Regions from separate parts of the Mus musculus genome. Here region 2 is linked to region 1. The links are chromatin contacts, called in public promoter capture Hi-C maps. All regions are on one chromosome and are shown on one strand. The core of a region is the stretch at or near the end of the contact, and the rest is flanking DNA. Distances in the headings are between cores, read along the strand shown.

Region 1 (3,621 bases), core at 423-2,922:
ACTTAAATAGTGGCCGAGCAGGGACCAGAGCTGAGATGTTCTCATTTCCAGACCAGATGTTCCCAGAGAAAGGCAGTTACTGCTATTTCCCCCTTGTTGGAGATGCCTGGTTTCCACAGCAATACCAAAACCAGCATATACCCAACAGAGTCATTGGTTCCGTAATTTTAGACTTGGCGGGGACCTTAGGGACCGTCTTACTCATCAATTCTGTAGAAGGCCTTAAGGAGGGTCCAACCTCTCGGAGTCTCTCAGACTGGGGCGAAGCTGACTGCCGAAGTTGACTGCCTACCGACTCCCACTGCAGCCAGCAGTAGCTTTTCTTTTTAAATCTCTTATCTGCTTTGCATATTAATGATCCACAGAAGACTCCCTTGAAAAAGACACGCCAGACAGCCCAGTCTACAGAAATGGAGAGGTGTTTTTGACATAGTTGTTTCAAAGCAAGGACAATGGAGGGTGTACCAACCAATACACAAGATAATAAGCAACCTCGGACCAAGCTTATCTGGTGATGTGTGATGTCCCACTTCAAGCGGTGGCCTTTCTGAGTTTATGCACCTCTTTTTTTTCTGTCTACCATCAGCAAAAGGGTACCAGAAGAAGTTGTAGAATTGATACATGAGTAAGCAAATATTCTCTTTTAAAATAGCAATAGTATGCACATCCATGAGCCTCGGTGCCCACACGGAGGTCAGAGCATAATTTGTGGGAGTCAGTTCTCTCTCTCAGGCCTGGCAGCAGGCACCTTAACCCAATAAGCCATCTTGCCAACTCTGGTGGAAAACTTCAAATATCTTGCCTTTTAGCTCTTCATGTTCTAACTTCCAACAGGGTCTAGCCAAGAGCAGCTAGCTGTGAGGAAAATTATGGATTTGTTATAAGGGCGGCAAGAACATTCTTAATTGCTATAAATATTAGAATAGTTCTAAGACTGATGATACCAATTAAATGAAAGATGTAGGCAATATAATAATCTATATTTATCAAGTTCTTGATTACAAGTAATTAGTAAACTATGTAGAAGGGTACAGACTTTAGAATGAGATATACATAGTCTCAGAACCTAGTTGCTGGGAAAACACTGAGATAAACCCACCTACCCGACTGGTACTCAGTGTTGACATCTGTAGAATGAAACTTGTGAAGACTGAGTGTAATACCACACTCTGGGTATAGAAAGAATCTCTTAGAAGCATCACCTGTCAATAAAATGCCAATGGCCATTGAGCTGTGGCAGGGAATAGGAGGTGGAACATTAGCAGAAAGAAAGAGAAGACTGGGAAATAATAAGAGCTCAAAGAGAGCCATGGAGGTGTAAGACCCAACGAGCCTTATGTCCAGGGTGTCCCACTCACAGAAACGGAGACTGATGAAATAATCAAGAAGTTTATTGATCTGGTGTGCCAGGGGCTGTCCTGCCTCGATTGAGGCACAGGCAACCCAAGCACACACTTTTTATACAGTTTAAGGGCAGGCCTTGATAACAACTTGAGTTGGTTTAAGCCCATTGTTGGCCTGAGCTGACCTTCTCTTTCCACCCTTTAGAAATGGTAATTAGACTCTCCCTTACAGAGAGGCAAGTGTCTTTTCATGACCTTCCCTAGGCAGCATTGATGGCCCTGGGTGAGGTGAGGTCTTCGTCCCCAGAAGAGGGAAGTGAGACATTCTAGGTCATTATCTGCACCTGCCTTTCAGGGGCTTTTGTAAAGCTTGTTTTGCTGGGTCATTCTGGGAAGGGAGGGTTCTCCACAAACTTCTAGCGGAAGGTCCCCAGCATGCTATTCTAGCAAGGTCTTTCAGTGGTCGCCTTATGTTCTCTAAGGTCACACATTTCCCACAGAGGAAAAGATTGAGACAGAGACAGAGGAGAGATGGATGAAAACCAGGAGGGAGAGGAACCTGGAGAGACGCAGAGGGAGCCGCTGAGGAGAAGAAGCAGCAGCTGGGACTGAAGGAGAGGTCACTAACCAAGTGGTAAACATAGAGTAGATTAAATGGTTAAAAACATGAAGAGCTAGTCAGGGATGAGCCAAAGTTTGTGGCCTAGGCATTTAATAATGACTAACTAGTCTCATAGTTGTTGTTCCAGGAGCTGGGGCTGGGAAAGGAAAAACAGAATTTAATATATTTTTTAACATCTGTGCTTAGCTCTTCCTTATCACACTTGAATTTCCTTCCATTCTCTTTTCTGAAATGTTGAATATGAGTGGCTACCCTCACCCTTAACTCCTTTGCAGTCTTGCTGTGCAGCTAGCTGCGAGCGCATGATCTTTCTGCCTCAACCTCCCAGGTGCTAGGATTATAGGTACATGTGACAGTCTACCAGTTTGGTCTAGGTGGTTGTTGTTGTTGTTGTTGTTGTTGTTGTTGTTGTTTTGTCCTCTGCACCAGCAGCAAGTACTCCTAGCTGCTGAGCCACCCCCACCACTTCCTTCCACTCCCATACCCCATCCCCATCCCCCCACTTTCATCCCCCTACTCCCAAGTTCAACCTTTTCATTCACTGTTACTTTTAGCACCGACAAGTACATGCTATGCATGATATGTTACTTCCCCCGAGGTTTGAATGTGAAATACCAACATAGACACTGGTTCATGTGCTTGAGCACAATAGTCCCCAGCTGAGAGTGCTGTTCAAGGAGGGTTGTGGAAGCTCTAATAAGTGGGGCCAGACTGAAGAAGTGAGTCACTAGAGGGAGCCTTGAGGTTTGATAGTCCCATCTTCCTTTCTGTTTATTCTGCTTCTGGACAGCGGAAGGGATCACACCAGTTGCCTCCAGTTCCATGGAGGACCGTATCCCTTCCAACTGTAAGCCAAAGAAAACCATCTCTCAAGTGGCTTTCTGATAGGCATGTTGCCAGAGCAATGAGAAAAAGAACTAATACTCTTGGGAGTGATTATTTCATTAGCAAACGACTCACAACCAGCTAACTGCTCATGTATTACAGTGAAGGGGGCAGGGGATGGGGGGGGACAGGGCCTCAGGCCAGCCACCAGGAGACCTCCATTACTATTCTTCCACATTTGAATAGAAACTTGTTAAAAAGGGAAAACATGTTTTTCCAACAGGTCATAAATTAATGGAGCTGTGATGCTGGGTAAACTACCATTTCTCATATTTGGTCTCTGCACTCAGACGAATTCAGAGAGCTGTGTTTCTCCATGGATGCAGCATTTTGCATGCCCTGTGATGTGGCAGGCATCAATTATCATAATGAATGAGACAGCAGTGTTCCTTTCTTTATGGAGTGGGATTTAATAAGGACACACATGCTAAGCAAGTAAGGTTATAGATATGCTTTTAGGTAGTGATAAAAACATTCAGAGAGTCCATCAGCAACTTTTGCCTCAGCTGGACAAACCACCAGGTCATGTATGTAATGAAGTATAAAGTTTTCTTACTGAATTAGTTCAGCACATGGCGCACAGGAGGCTGTCTTCCTTCTTTACATAAATGTGACTACCCACTGAGCTACCTCTTCCCCACCCCTCCCCCCATGACTTCTGTTGTGTGTGAGAATGGTATATATGTGTATGTAGGTGTGCACTCATGGAAGCCAGAAGACGTCGCTGTCCTGCTGTGTCTTGATATTTGTGTTCCCTTGAAACAGAGACTC
Region 2 (3,621 bases), core at 673-3,172, 280 kb after region 1:
ATCCAGTGTGTTCTATAGGCTAAGGACAGAGGGGACGCAGGGAGGGAGGAAGGAAGGAAAACCTATAAGGGTATTTACTGTGAGGCAATTGACATGGGGTAAAAATTCATTTGTCTGCTCATTTACTTCAGTTTTAAAAGATGGTCTCAGTCTATACAGGTTAACGTAGGGAGCTCACCATGTGTAGTGCAGGTTAACCCAGGGAGCTCACCGTGTGTAGTGCAGGTTAACCCAGGGAGCTCACCGTGTGTAGTGCAGGTTAACCCAGGGGGCTCACCGTGTGTAGTGCAGGTTAACCCAGGGAGCTCACTGTGTGTAGTGCAGGTTAACCCAGGGAGCTCACCGTGTGTAGTGCAGGATACAGGGTTGCCTTGGGCTTAGATTAATCTTAGCCCTCTTAGGGGCTAAGATTTATGGAGGTGAGCAACCACGCTGGTCTTGGGAAGTAAATATTCATGTTACCATTGGACAGATAAGAAACTGAGGCTCCGGGCTTCCATTTTGCAAGTTTCTGTAGTGTGTATGATAGTGCTGAGTATCTCTTCAAATGTCAGGATGTGAGACATAAAAATTTAAGGCTGAGGGTACAACCCAACATAGCATAGGTAGGGTTATGAGTTCTACCCCTGGCACCACAACGAATCAGGATAACAATACAACAGCAAACAGACAAGCTCCCCTCCCCCTCCCCAAACAATACCATTTAAAATCATAATGCCCTACCCAACTCCAAAGTTTTGTTCCTGTGAAGACCCTTCTTGGGGGCAGTTTGGTTTGCTCTCTGCTCACATGTGAGGGGAAGGAAGAAGAGACTGTAACCAGAGCAAGGGAACGATAGCACCAGCTCGGCTACCCTCCGCTCAGTGTGGACTTGCGCAGTGGAGGCTGGACTTGCGCAGTGGAGGCTGGACTTGCGCAGTGGAGGCTGGACTTGCGCAGTGGAGGATGAACTTGCGCAGTGGAGGCTGGACTTGACAAAGCAGGAGCGGGTGGTCGATAGAAGCCTTGAATCGTTATATTCTAGCTTCATCAGAGTCAGCTCCTGCTCTCCCCTGGAGCCCAGGGCCCCGTCTCCAGAGCTGGTGTATACACACAGTTTTTAGGTAGCCCCGAGTTTTCTCAGGCAGGCACTGTGAAGGGTGTGCAGGCTATGCCATCCTAAAATGAGGATGCAAACTTAAACACTGTTCACATTCTCTCAGGTCTTGATGGGCAGTTGGTGGGACGCTTTTAGAAGCAGGCTTTGAACTTGGTAGGAGTCTGGTCAGAGAGCATCTGTCACTACTCTCCAAACCGAGGAAGTGGACAGATAAGGAAAAAGCTTTAGAAGAGAGTTGGGAAATGGGGAGGCTAATGGCCACAAGGGAGGGATGGGCTGGGGAATGGAGCTGAGACCAAAGCTGATAATTTTTGAGGCTGGGAGACTAGGCTGTGGTTTAATATTGTGCAAATGGTATTTCCTGTCACATGAATAAAATATTGCACATCTGTGATTGAATAGTATGGGGTGCGCAACATATGTGCTCATAAAACGGCCCGTGCTGCCTTGGCCTTGGAGTGACCTAGATGGGGGCAAGGCGCGCACATGCTCCTTTTGTTTTCGTTTCAAACTCTTCAAGGGAAAACTTCCCTGGGACTGGTCACCACACCATCACAGCAAATTTTTTTTGAGGGGGGGGGGCGGGGAATTCTTCATAATGCCCTCACTGTGGGCTTGGCTTCCTGAGTACCAACCCTGAGGGTCCCAGCCCTCCCAGAGCACACAGGAGAGGCTTCACTGAGGCAGCCAGGGTCCATCTGGTTACAAAGTAGCTTTGGAGGAGTCTGGAATGCAGGAATCTGAGAGTTCCTTATTTGGGAGGGCAGCCAATGAAGCCAAGCGGATATTGACCCTAAGACATTCTTTCTTTAGATTGTTCAGCATTGTTACAGAGCAAAAAGCCAGAGTCAGAGAAGTTCAGCCTTGGTAAGAGCCCAGAGGCTGAAGCGGGAGTCTGCCTGACCATGACAATGGGGTACAGCTGATAGCTTCCAGGGATGGACGGCTTCAGCGTCTGTCCTCCCCCAACATCTGGAATGTATGGAGGAGTATACATTAGGGACCATGTAAAAGGAGTCTGTTCCTCTCCACACACCGGCAGTGACGTGGAGACAAAGCCACAAATGATCCGGAATGTGGCTTTACCAGCTGAAGGCCCCCGAGTCGGATTTCAACAATCTTCAGGAGATGGTAGAGCTTTGTACATTCCTTCCTTGAATGGTTTCTGAGGAAAGGCCAAGGAAAAGGAAGCTGGGCTAGAAGAGCTGAGGGCAAAGAACAGCAGAATAGAGGGACCCTGGGCCGTGCGGAGGGGACGGAAGGACTGTGTAAGGAGCAAGATAGAATTTGGGCAATTGGTGCACCAAGACTGCTCTGAAGGGCCAGTCAAGTAGGGACAGGAAGCAGGTTGGCCTGAGTTAATAAAGGTAGTCTCAGAAGTGAGCCTAGCCTGATCGTGGCTGGACTCTTGGGGTTGGGGGTTGGGGTGTTGCAGGGGTGTCTGTCCCAGAGTTTGCCTTTCCTAAAGCTTGTTGGTCCAAGACACCTGTGGTAGGTGAGAAACAAACTCTTTCCAGGCTCACCCTTCTTTAGTTCCTGGCTCTAGGGAGGGACCTCGGCAGCTGGGAGCTGTTTCCTTGAGGAAGGGTGTGGCAGTGACAACCTCCCTGCCAGGAGGTCAAAGGGATCTTGGGAGTATTGGACTTTGGCATCTAACAGACCTGGTTTCAGCCAGGTTCTGCCTCTTGCGAGCTGCGTGACTTTTGGCAAGTAGTTTAACCTCTCTGACTCCTCTGAAGCGCCGGGTGTTAAACAAGACGAGACCTATGTGCAGCTGTTAGACAAGAGTTGTTGGTAAATGTTTTGTTAGTCGCACTTTCTTCTTAATGCTAAAATTCAATGACTCTTTGAACTGCATGTGTGTGTGTGTGTGTGTGTGTGTGTGTGTGCTTAGAGCTTTTAGAAAAAGGAGAAAAGTCCACTTGAGGTTATTTTATCAACAATGTATGGAGTTCTGTACTTTTTGCCGGATTTTTGTAGAAAAAGTAGAAAATGTCTTTACAAATGAGACAGGATCTCTGCTTGATAAAGCTGACTGAAAGAACAGGCAGTGTTTCCCTCTGACTTGAAAGTTTATCCTGGGATAGTCTTAGAGATGATGTTTCATAGTAGAGCTTCGAACCTGCAAGGCATGTGATAATGTTATTGTTGAAGGTAAGGTATTGTTGCTTTTATCTTGTGTGTGGGTTGTATGTATGGTGCATGTGTGCATGCCTACATGTTTATCTATGTGAGTGCTGGTGTCAGTGCCCTGTTTTAAGTGTGGAGGCTGGAGAATAACCTGGGTGGTCCTCGACTTCCACCCAGTTTGAGGTAGGGTCTCTCATTTGCTTCTGTGTATACCAGGCCGTGTTAGCTGATTATTGAGCTTCCACTGGCCATAGGCATGCTGGGAACACACACACACATACACACACACACACACACACACACACAGACACACACACACACGCACCCACACTTACTCTCTCTATCTCTCTCTGTGTCTCTCTCTGTTTCTCTGTCTCTGTCTCTTTCTGTCT

Evidence for each region. Promoter capture Hi-C pulls out the DNA fragments that hold promoters and counts their contacts.
Region 2: a contact with region 1 is called in a promoter capture Hi-C map of embryonic stem cells, with 2.7 times the contacts expected there. The contact joins the promoter of Ston1 here to the enhancer-like site in region 1. A contact is called at or near these places in 2 of 39 promoter capture datasets (the C10 cell line and embryonic stem cells), 3 of 484 Hi-C or Micro-C datasets (embryonic fibroblasts, embryonic stem cells and forebrain) and 1 of 9 other capture datasets (embryonic stem cells).

What each region holds. Positions count from the first base shown.
Region 1 is chr17:88,345,444-88,349,064 of GRCm38.p6, forward strand. All of the region lies in intron 1 of Gm31615 (a long non-coding RNA gene), which reads right to left. Among named protein-coding and RNA genes, the nearest start is that of 1700116H05Rik, 40 kb to the left of the region's middle. Within about 2 kb of position 1,673, at least 11 of the 459 cell types and tissues checked have an H3K27ac peak or open chromatin away from gene starts, as enhancers often do. A contact at or near this core is called in embryonic stem cells, where this site is marked.
Region 2 is chr17:88,624,633-88,628,253 of GRCm38.p6, forward strand. It overlaps Ston1 (stonin 1), which reads left to right and starts at 1,923. Exons shown (of 4, transcript NM_029858.2): 1 at 1,923-2,230. Gm31704 (predicted gene, 31704) reads right to left here and starts at 867. Exons shown (of 3, transcript NR_166677.1): 1 at 724-867.